Linked DNA regions of Mus musculus: region 1 is linked to region 2. A link is a contact called in public Hi-C data. All regions are on one chromosome and are shown on one strand. Each heading gives the region's core, a stretch centred on a gene start, on an enhancer-like site or on the middle of the called end of the contact. The rest is flanking DNA. Distances are from core to core; before and after follow the strand shown.

Evidence for each region. Hi-C and Micro-C count contacts between places; a contact is called where the count stands out from the background.
Region 1: a contact with region 2 is called in a Hi-C map of the G1E-ER4 cell line, with 5 times the contacts expected there. The contact joins two enhancer-like sites. A contact is called at or near these places in 2 of 39 promoter capture datasets (the 3T3-L1 cell line and hippocampal neurons), 3 of 15 datasets of contacts at CTCF or cohesin (the G1E-ER4 cell line, the NIH/3T3 cell line and large pre-B cells), 24 of 484 Hi-C or Micro-C datasets (the 3T3-L1 cell line, 3T3-L1-derived adipocytes, the Ba/F3 cell line and 15 more), 3 of 115 datasets of contacts at active chromatin or transcription factors (astrocytes and embryonic stem cells) and 2 of 9 other capture datasets (adipose tissue and liver).

Annotation. Positions count from the first base shown.
Region 1 is chr6:8,066,802-8,070,966 of GRCm38.p6, reverse strand. All of the region lies in intron 25 of Col28a1 (collagen, type XXVIII, alpha 1), which reads left to right. Among named protein-coding and RNA genes, the nearest start is that of Gm35384, 69 kb to the right of the region's middle. Within about 2 kb of position 2,301, at least 40 of the 459 cell types and tissues checked have an H3K27ac peak or open chromatin away from gene starts, as enhancers often do. A contact at or near this core is called in the C3H10T1/2 cell line and the G1E-ER4 cell line, where this site is marked.
Region 2 is chr6:7,730,307-7,734,477 of GRCm38.p6, reverse strand. No RefSeq gene overlaps it. Among named protein-coding and RNA genes, the nearest start is that of Gm46950, 8.1 kb to the right of the region's middle. Within about 2 kb of position 2,452, at least 23 of the 459 cell types and tissues checked have an H3K27ac peak or open chromatin away from gene starts, as enhancers often do. A contact at or near this core is called in the C3H10T1/2 cell line and the G1E-ER4 cell line, where this site is marked.

The DNA of each region.
Region 1 (4,165 bases), core at 1,052-3,551, 340 kb before region 2:
ACGCGCGCATGCACAAACATACACAGACGTAAACGAGGAAAGCAAAGGAGATACTTTTAAAAGTCTATTGAGTTAATGTTGTCCTTCTGGTAAAGTAAAGATCAGATTAGCACAAATATGTCAGTGACAGGCAACAAAAGCTTGGCACCCATATATTATATATATATATATATATATATATATATATATATATATAATATAACAAATATTCCTGTTACTTGGAGTTAAATGTCAGAAACTGCAAGTATTTAGAGGTGTGTGTGTCCACATTTTAGCTTGATGTGTTTTTAATTTAAACTCTGTGTAGTCACCCTAAAACCTTGGCCTCAAGGCATCAACTTGCAAAACAAATGTGTTTTGAAATGAGGAAACTATTAAGGTTGATGATTAATTTATGATGGCTTATGTGATATTTAGTTAAGGTCACATATGTTTAGCATATGACACCAACATTGGAATCAAAGCTTCTATGTTTTCAAACATATAAAAAGCAGTGCCTGGCACCTAGCACCTTGTGGTACTCTGATTTTTTTTTCCTAGTAGAAAATGTATAGACCATCACATTTTGGCAAGAGTTTCTGAGCTCTTTCAAAATTCTCCTAAAACAATTTCAAGAAATTTCAAGGACCACAGTAGATGTAGGACCTGGGAAACACACTGGCCAAGGACCAAAGCAGTCAGTCTCTTGTTGAGTGGAAAAAGCTCACACTGTGTCCCGAGTTCTACACCCATAAACCACTGGACCACTGATAGGAACCATCCTCAGAGACCTTACCCATCTCTGTTTGCGTTCCTCCATTGGAGAATAAAGAGAATCCTTGTGATTTCAAGACATTTTTTGCATACTTTCAACTTCCTTTTAGGGGCTGCAGCTAAGTCATTGCTCTTAAGTCTTTACCAAAAAGCCCCCCAAATGGCCAGAAGCTGGGAGGAGAACCTCAGATAAGCCACAAGCTTGAAGTTGTTGTTTTAGGAGTTATTGAAATAGAATACCAGGATGGCTCTCTGAGTTCTTCAAGGGCAGATTCATCTAGCCTGGTCCTCTTTGCTCTGTTATTGCTTGGAAAAGCCAAGATTGTACCAGAGCCTGTGGAATGGTTTTATGTACACGTATCCTTCAAGCTAACTTGGATTTGGGGACATGCAAATGGCCACTTAGCTATCAAATAGTTGAAATAAAATATGTGACCTGAAGGACTATTGTTTTTTTTTTTGCTTTGAATTATGATAATGTTATCATTAGCACTTATTTCCTAAATAATTCTAAAACACTGCATTTTGAACATTTCCCCCATTTTACAGAGGAGGAAATTCATGATCAGAGGTTGAGCAACATTGCTCTTTACAGTGTAAATACTTCCGCAGCGTGTATGCATGAGAGTGAATCTAGGAATGTAATGAGTTACTGACTGAATGAAGACAGGACGATTTTCCAGTCTCCAATATAGTTTTGCATATAGTTAGATTGCTTTTCTTTTTCTTCTAGCTTTGTCATCACCAAAACCTAGATTATAGAAACTGCAAAGAAAAGCACAAACACAAACCAAAAAGAGTTAAACATCCCCCCAAAATTAAATATTGAGTATTGTAAATGCATCCTTTATTTGACAAAAGTGGCTCATAGTAATAAATTAAAATGCAAGTCTATGTGAAATTCCACTGAGTATCATAATTCTAAAAATGTTTCCCAGCATCTGAATTGCTTCTCTGTTCTCAGCAATGGCTCACATATGTGCGCGCTGCCACCGAGTCTTGGCAGAATAGAGGACCAATTCACACAGAGCTGCATGGAATCTGGGGCTTCCATCGGCAGATGCAGTCTGGACAAGGAACTCCATTTTGAGCAGGCCAGACAAGAAGGGCTAGTCAAGGATGCAGGCTTAGGGATAACGATATTAAGAATTCATGATTTCAAAGTAGTCTAGAAACCACCTCTTCATGGTGTATTCCAAATTTGGAGGATGCAGGAAGTGAGTGTGAATCTGTAAGGGGTTCAGGGATACTTATAATCAAAATATATTGTCATGAAATTCTCAAAGAATTTTAAAAAACATGTTAAAAATTGCTAAAGAATGGAACATGAGCTCAAAATATGAAGAGTTAAAGCCAGAAACATGTGAGGTTTGAAGGTTAGGGAGCTTGACCTGTAGGCTTCTAAAGAGGTTAACTTCAGGACCTAGGACATTTGATGAGGTAACTTTTCAAGGTAGTTCTCTGTGAAAGCTGAGCTCACTCCAGCCTGCCCACTACTTTAAATACTGCTTTCTTTTCTGTTTGCTGTTTTCTGTGGCTGCATTCCACTTCACTGGAGTGCACACATACTTCTCTGCAGCCCTGAAGATAAACACGAAACCCTGAACATTCATGACTGGCATCAGCATCAATAACGTTTTGTGGTTTTTGTGATGCAGACTAGAGGAACTTCCTCCCTATGAAAAGCTCCAGATTTTGAGATTACCAACAAGCCTCAAAGTTCTACAGCAAGCTTTAAAGTTATCAGGAACTAAGAGAGACATGTGTTTGAGGGTGAATGTAAATGGTAGAGGAGGTAAAATTTAGAGCTAGGAAGGAAGGAAATGTGAGAGCAACTTGAACGCTATCCTTTCTAGAGCCTTCTCAATGGTTTTGTATTCACATAGTACTTATGCTTGTAATTGTCACTGTTTCTCTGGTGGTATAATGGCCATCAGCGAGACGTGACAGAGGGTTGTGACAAGCATTAGTTGGTCAGTCGTTTACAAGACCATTATCTAGGGGTCTGTATAAAACCTCTAAAATTTCCACTGGCATCACTGTGAGTATGGTATCCAAGAGTTACTAAACCATGGCATTTTCTGGCCTAAGTAACGGTGTTCATGTTTTTGAGACCATCACAGTTACAGTTTAATTTCATTTTGAATTCAGAAAAAGAGAGACATTAACCAAGTGCTAATCACTGCCTTGACTTCTCTTTCCTTATTGAAATTCATGCCCCCCCCATTCATTCATTCATGAAAATGGTTTCATCATTTAGTGAACTCTTCAGAGTGTCACTTCCCGAATAATTCTGAAGACTGATGCTCCGCAGTGGATTCAACTTAGTTTTTGATAAACCAGAAAAGAGTGAGACCACTGCATGAACAACTCTAAATTGCTTTCATACTCCTCTCAAATAATGGCAAGGGTTTCATGGGCAAAAACAAAGGCAGAGAAGTTCAGGAAAGCCTTGTTAGTGTGTGTGTGTGTGTGTGTGTGTGTGTGTGTGTGTGTGTGTGTAAGTCACTCTAATGGGTCAATTATTTTCTAATGGGTCAATTATTTTCTAAAATATTTTATCTTAGTCTTACCCAATATAGGAGGCACAGCAACAGGCTATTTCTTCATCATTGCTGCCTCAGTGCCATTTGTCAGCTCCACGACCTTATGAAGTCATTGAGTCCCCCTTGACTTAGCCTCCTCATCTGTGATTGTACTTCACAGGGTTCTTCTGAAAGATGGATGGAGTGATGTCCCTAAGGTGTTTTCATGAATTTTAATGGGAAGAGAGTCTAATCATCAGCCATCATAGTGTGCATCACTACCAAATGGAGTACACTGTAGGGTGGGTGGAAAGGGAAACAAAGGACTGGTCTAGATAGGTGATCCACGATTAGATTACTGCAAAGTTTGGGTTTGGGGTAAACCACAGAATGAGGAACAGCAGCGAAGAGATGGGGGTAGCAAGGGGGGCCCTAGATAGCCACACACTTATGCAGGTGCTATGGCCTTTTATAACCCGGGGAGAATTTATAACTCAGGATATTTTGCTGTTGTTTTCTCCTTGAAAATATGGCTGACCTGCTATAGGAAAAAGACTTTACAGTCGTACATCTATGGTCTCTGCATTGAATAGCAGCTGAGAAAAAGTCTCTGGAGACAGTGACCCTATTAGATCTGGTTTTATCAGATGTAAAATGAGAAATGGGCACTGAGAGTCATACTGGCTTTGAATTTCACCAAGCTATGTAGGTTTGGGCATGTCCTCTGTCCTCTGAAGCCTCAGTTTCCTTATCTATCAAATGTAGTAAGCTGGGGTTATTAAAATTATGAGTGAAATTACTTGCTGAATAATAAACTCCATAAATGTTCATTATTATTTATCGTAATAATTTTATTATCAATTCCAGCAAAGACTTGCTGATGTAAG
Region 2 (4,171 bases), core at 1,203-3,702:
TAATTTGTGATTTGACTTATGGACCATCTCTTGCTTAGCTGTGCTCTGGAAATGAAGTAGAAGCCAACTGTAACTTATAACCTTTGGTCATTGTTTTGGTTAGGGCTTGAATTGCTGCAATGAAGACACCATAACCAAAAACCAAGTTGGGATGAAAAGGGCTTATTCGGCTTACACATTGTCCTTCATTGGAGGAAGTCAGGACAGGAACTTAGCCAGGCTGGAACCTGGAGGCAGGGACTGATGCAGAGGCCGTAGAGGTTCTGCTTACTGGCCTGCTACTCATGACTTGCTCAGCCTGCTCTCTAATAAAATCAAGGACCACTAGCCCAGGGATAACATCATCCACGATGGGGCCCTCCCCCACTGATCACTAATTGAGAAAATGCCTTACAGCTAGATATCATGAGGCATTTCCTCAACTGAGGCTCCTTTCTCTCTGGTGACTCTGACATGTGATGACACATAAAACCAGACAGTATAGGCATTATGTGTCTATGTCATATAGTGACTCGCTAATGCTCAAAATAGTATTCCCCACACATTTTGTGCTATTGAGACACGTTGGTGGTGGCATTTTCTTAATTTTAATGGACACCCCCACTCCAACCCCATTGCAACAGTGGCTTTATGACTGTTTTGTTAAGTCTTGTGTTTCCTATGCCATCCTTCACACATAATATTTGCTGTTTAAACTGTACAGTGTAGTAGGTTTAGCATCTTCCCAAAGGTGTTAACAACTAACTTTATGATATTGTTCATCACCTGAAGAAGAAAGTCATTTCCTATGCTTTCTGCCCAGCTTTCCGCACTCATTAGCCAGCTTTCTGTCTCTGTTACTTTGCGAACAGAGTTCATATAGATAGACTAACACAACCTGAACCTCTTCTGTCTGGCTCCTGCCTAGTATAATGTTTTCATTGTTCATGTATGCTGCAGCATGAATCTGCACTTTGTTCATTTTTGTGGCTGAGTAACACCCTTCCCTTTGTATATACCATATTTTGTTTATGGCCTTCTTAGTGTCTGGACACTGGGTACTTTACATTTTGACTACCGTTAATAGTCACAAGCGTTCATGTACAAGTTTTTGTATAGACATGTGTTTTACACTTTCCTGCGTATAAATCTAAGAATGGAATTACTGGGTCAGATGGCAACTCTGTTTAAACGTTGAGCAACTCCCCAATCAACGCCAGTCTTTGAGAGCTACTGTACCATGACTGCCACCTGGTGGGCAGTGATTTTATTGCACAGTCTCATGCAAGGCATTCTGACTTGAGGGACGTAAATTTCGATAGGAAACACTTGTCTAACGGTTTAAAAAAGTAGAATATAAGAATTTGGTTTGTGTCACATTTATAATTTGTAATTTGGGGAAAATGTACTGCCAACCAAACTAGAAGCCCAACCAGAGCCCCAGGAGAAAAATCACACCAACAATCTGCCTGAGGAAATAACACCAAATAGCCTGGCCTCAGTGGGTCCATGCACACAGCTGGCTTCCAATCGGGTAATTCCTCCAGTGAAAAGTGGGGCATTGTTAGAATGCCGTGGCACCATAACTGCTGGTGCCACAGCCACAGCTTTCATCTTTAAGGGGCTAAGATGGTTTACTCTGGGGCCATTTTGAGTGACCAAGGCTAGGAATTCAGATTTAAGCCACCCCAAACTACTTGCTTCAAAGTGGAAGCAGATTCATGAACATTTATAGATTTACAGAACAAAGTCATAAATCAAGGCGAGTTGGAAACACATGGAGGGGTACTTTAGAGAGGCGGTTACAGCAAGCTTGGAGGTCGTCCTTTCTGTACGTCTTCAGACGCTGTCGGATGACATTCTTAGCCTTGGAGTTGGTGCAAGCTAGGGGCCTACTCAGTTAATAGATTCCCAAGGTTTTCATCCGTTAGTCACAGGATGTTAGTTCTGACACAGGTGAGCAAGGAATGGCTGTTAGGAGTTGTGACTAAAGCAAGCCTAAGATAAACTAAGTAGCCGTTGGACCTGTAACATTCCCACCCCCACCCCCACCCCACCCCCACCCCCACCCCCACAGGACTGACATTAGTCAGTCAGTCTCTGCAGACCGCTTCTTTCCAGGAGTTCTCCCTCAAAGCAGCAAGAGAAGATGACAGAAAGTACTGTAGGTTTCCAAAGATAGCGTGTGGAGAGGTTAGATAATGGAAACCATAGAAAACAAAGCTTTACATTATGTCAACAGTGATAGGACAGACACCCAGACTCACACTGCCACTCTCATCAGCCCGAAGGGTTCCCCTAGACATTTACGGGCTTCAACCCAAGTCAAACCAAGATTCAACAGTGTATGTCATTTTAGGACTCTCGGGAACAGGGAAGGACATTTTATTAAAGGTATTATGATACAGGACTGAGCCAAGTGCAGTAGGCCTCCTCCTGGAACAGTAAGCATTGGCCACGTACAGCATTATGGTGGCTCTCCAGTTACAATGTGAACCCACTCCTCCCCCTCTTCCCCTTTCTGTGAGAGATCTGTGGTAGCTGGAAGCTCAGAGGTGATTCAGATGGAATTGCAATCTGATAAAGGAAAAGCAGGAAGCCACCAGAATCACCTGAGGGGTTAGTCTCTGTCCTCTGTAAATGGGGACAAGAGAAAACTTTCTAGAAACTTCAGGTCTACAGCTGTGTGAAAGGAGAAAGGTCTTAAGCAGTTGGGAACTGTACTAGAATTCTTGCTGTTTGGTAGGAGAGACAGGCTTCAATCAGATCCTGAATGCAGGGTTCCTTCCCTTTCCTCAGATCTTCCCAGCCTTCCTGGCCTGCCACAGATCACCCTTAGTAGCTTCTTTGGTATCTTTGGTGGTAGCATTGTATCCAGTTCTTGATATTAGAAATGTGTATGCAAGCCGGGCAGTGGTGGTGCATGCCTTTAATCCCAGCACTTGGGAGGCAGAGGCAGGAGGATTTCTGAGTTCGAGGCCAGCCTGGTCTACAAAATGAGTTCCAGGACAGCCGGAGATATACAGAGAAACCCTGTCTCGGGGAAAAAAGAGTGTTAAAAAAAAAAAAAAAAGAAATGTGTATGCATACGGGGCACCTGGAAAAGAGAAATTTATAATCCGCTGTGTGGCACAGGGTGTGTATGTGTGTGTGTATCTGTGTATGTGTGAGTGTGTGAGTGTGTGTGTGTACAGAGCGTTTTCCTCCTGTTCCCTCATTTTAGTGGCTTTCTGTTCAAACTAAACCTCATGCTAAAGTGTCAGGTTAAGTACTTTGTACTCTTCCTCTGCACAGTGAGTGTCCTGGCTTTTACAGCAAAAGGGACCTTGATTAGATTGATATACGTACGTTAAAGATCTTGAAATGGAGATACTATCTCAGAACTGTGTGGGTGGGCCCCAGGCGATTCTTAGAGTCACTGTGAGCAGAAAGCAGAAGCCTTTGAGGACAAGGATGACAGAAACAGAAGCTGAAGGTGAATTAGGAATTGGCTGTGAGTCTGGGATATGGGTCGTCTCTAGAAGCTGGGGCATACAAAGAAATAGCATTTTCTCTCCGGCCTCCAAAGCAACGGAATCCTACTGATTCCTCAATATTAGGAGCTCTGATCCAATAAGTTTAATCGTTTTCTTTTCTTTCTGCGTGTAAGTCACAGTTTGTGCTGTGCTGACACAGCAACCATAGGAAAGTAGCACAGCTCATCTTTAGAAAACATCTAAAGGCAAATTGCATCTAAGATCATTTTAATCTCTTGCCTCAACCCCTCACTGTGGTGTTTCCACCAATCCTGCCTCTCCCTCATGAGCCTTGCCCAACCATAACCCTTCCTTTCTACTTTAAGGAAGCTGTCTTAGATCACACTTGGAATTCTTTGTAAATCTTGACCTTGCTGTCAACTCCACTTCTGTCCTCCAAAAGACCTAACCTCTGACTGCATGACCCACAGAAAATAGGCTTGATGTTGGCTACCCCACAGACTGTCTTTGCTTTGTTTTGAGTATTGGTTAATGGCTAGCGTTCTTTAAGGGCTCATTGTGATCTACAACTTGGTTCTTGGGTGGGGCTTTGGGTGCAATGTTTGTTCCTCAGGTACTGTCTTTGTTTGGGTTACTATTGCTCCTACAAAACACCATGATCAAAAGTTGCCACTGACTGGACTCAGTCGGCCCTTCTACCCGCAGGGAATCAGGAT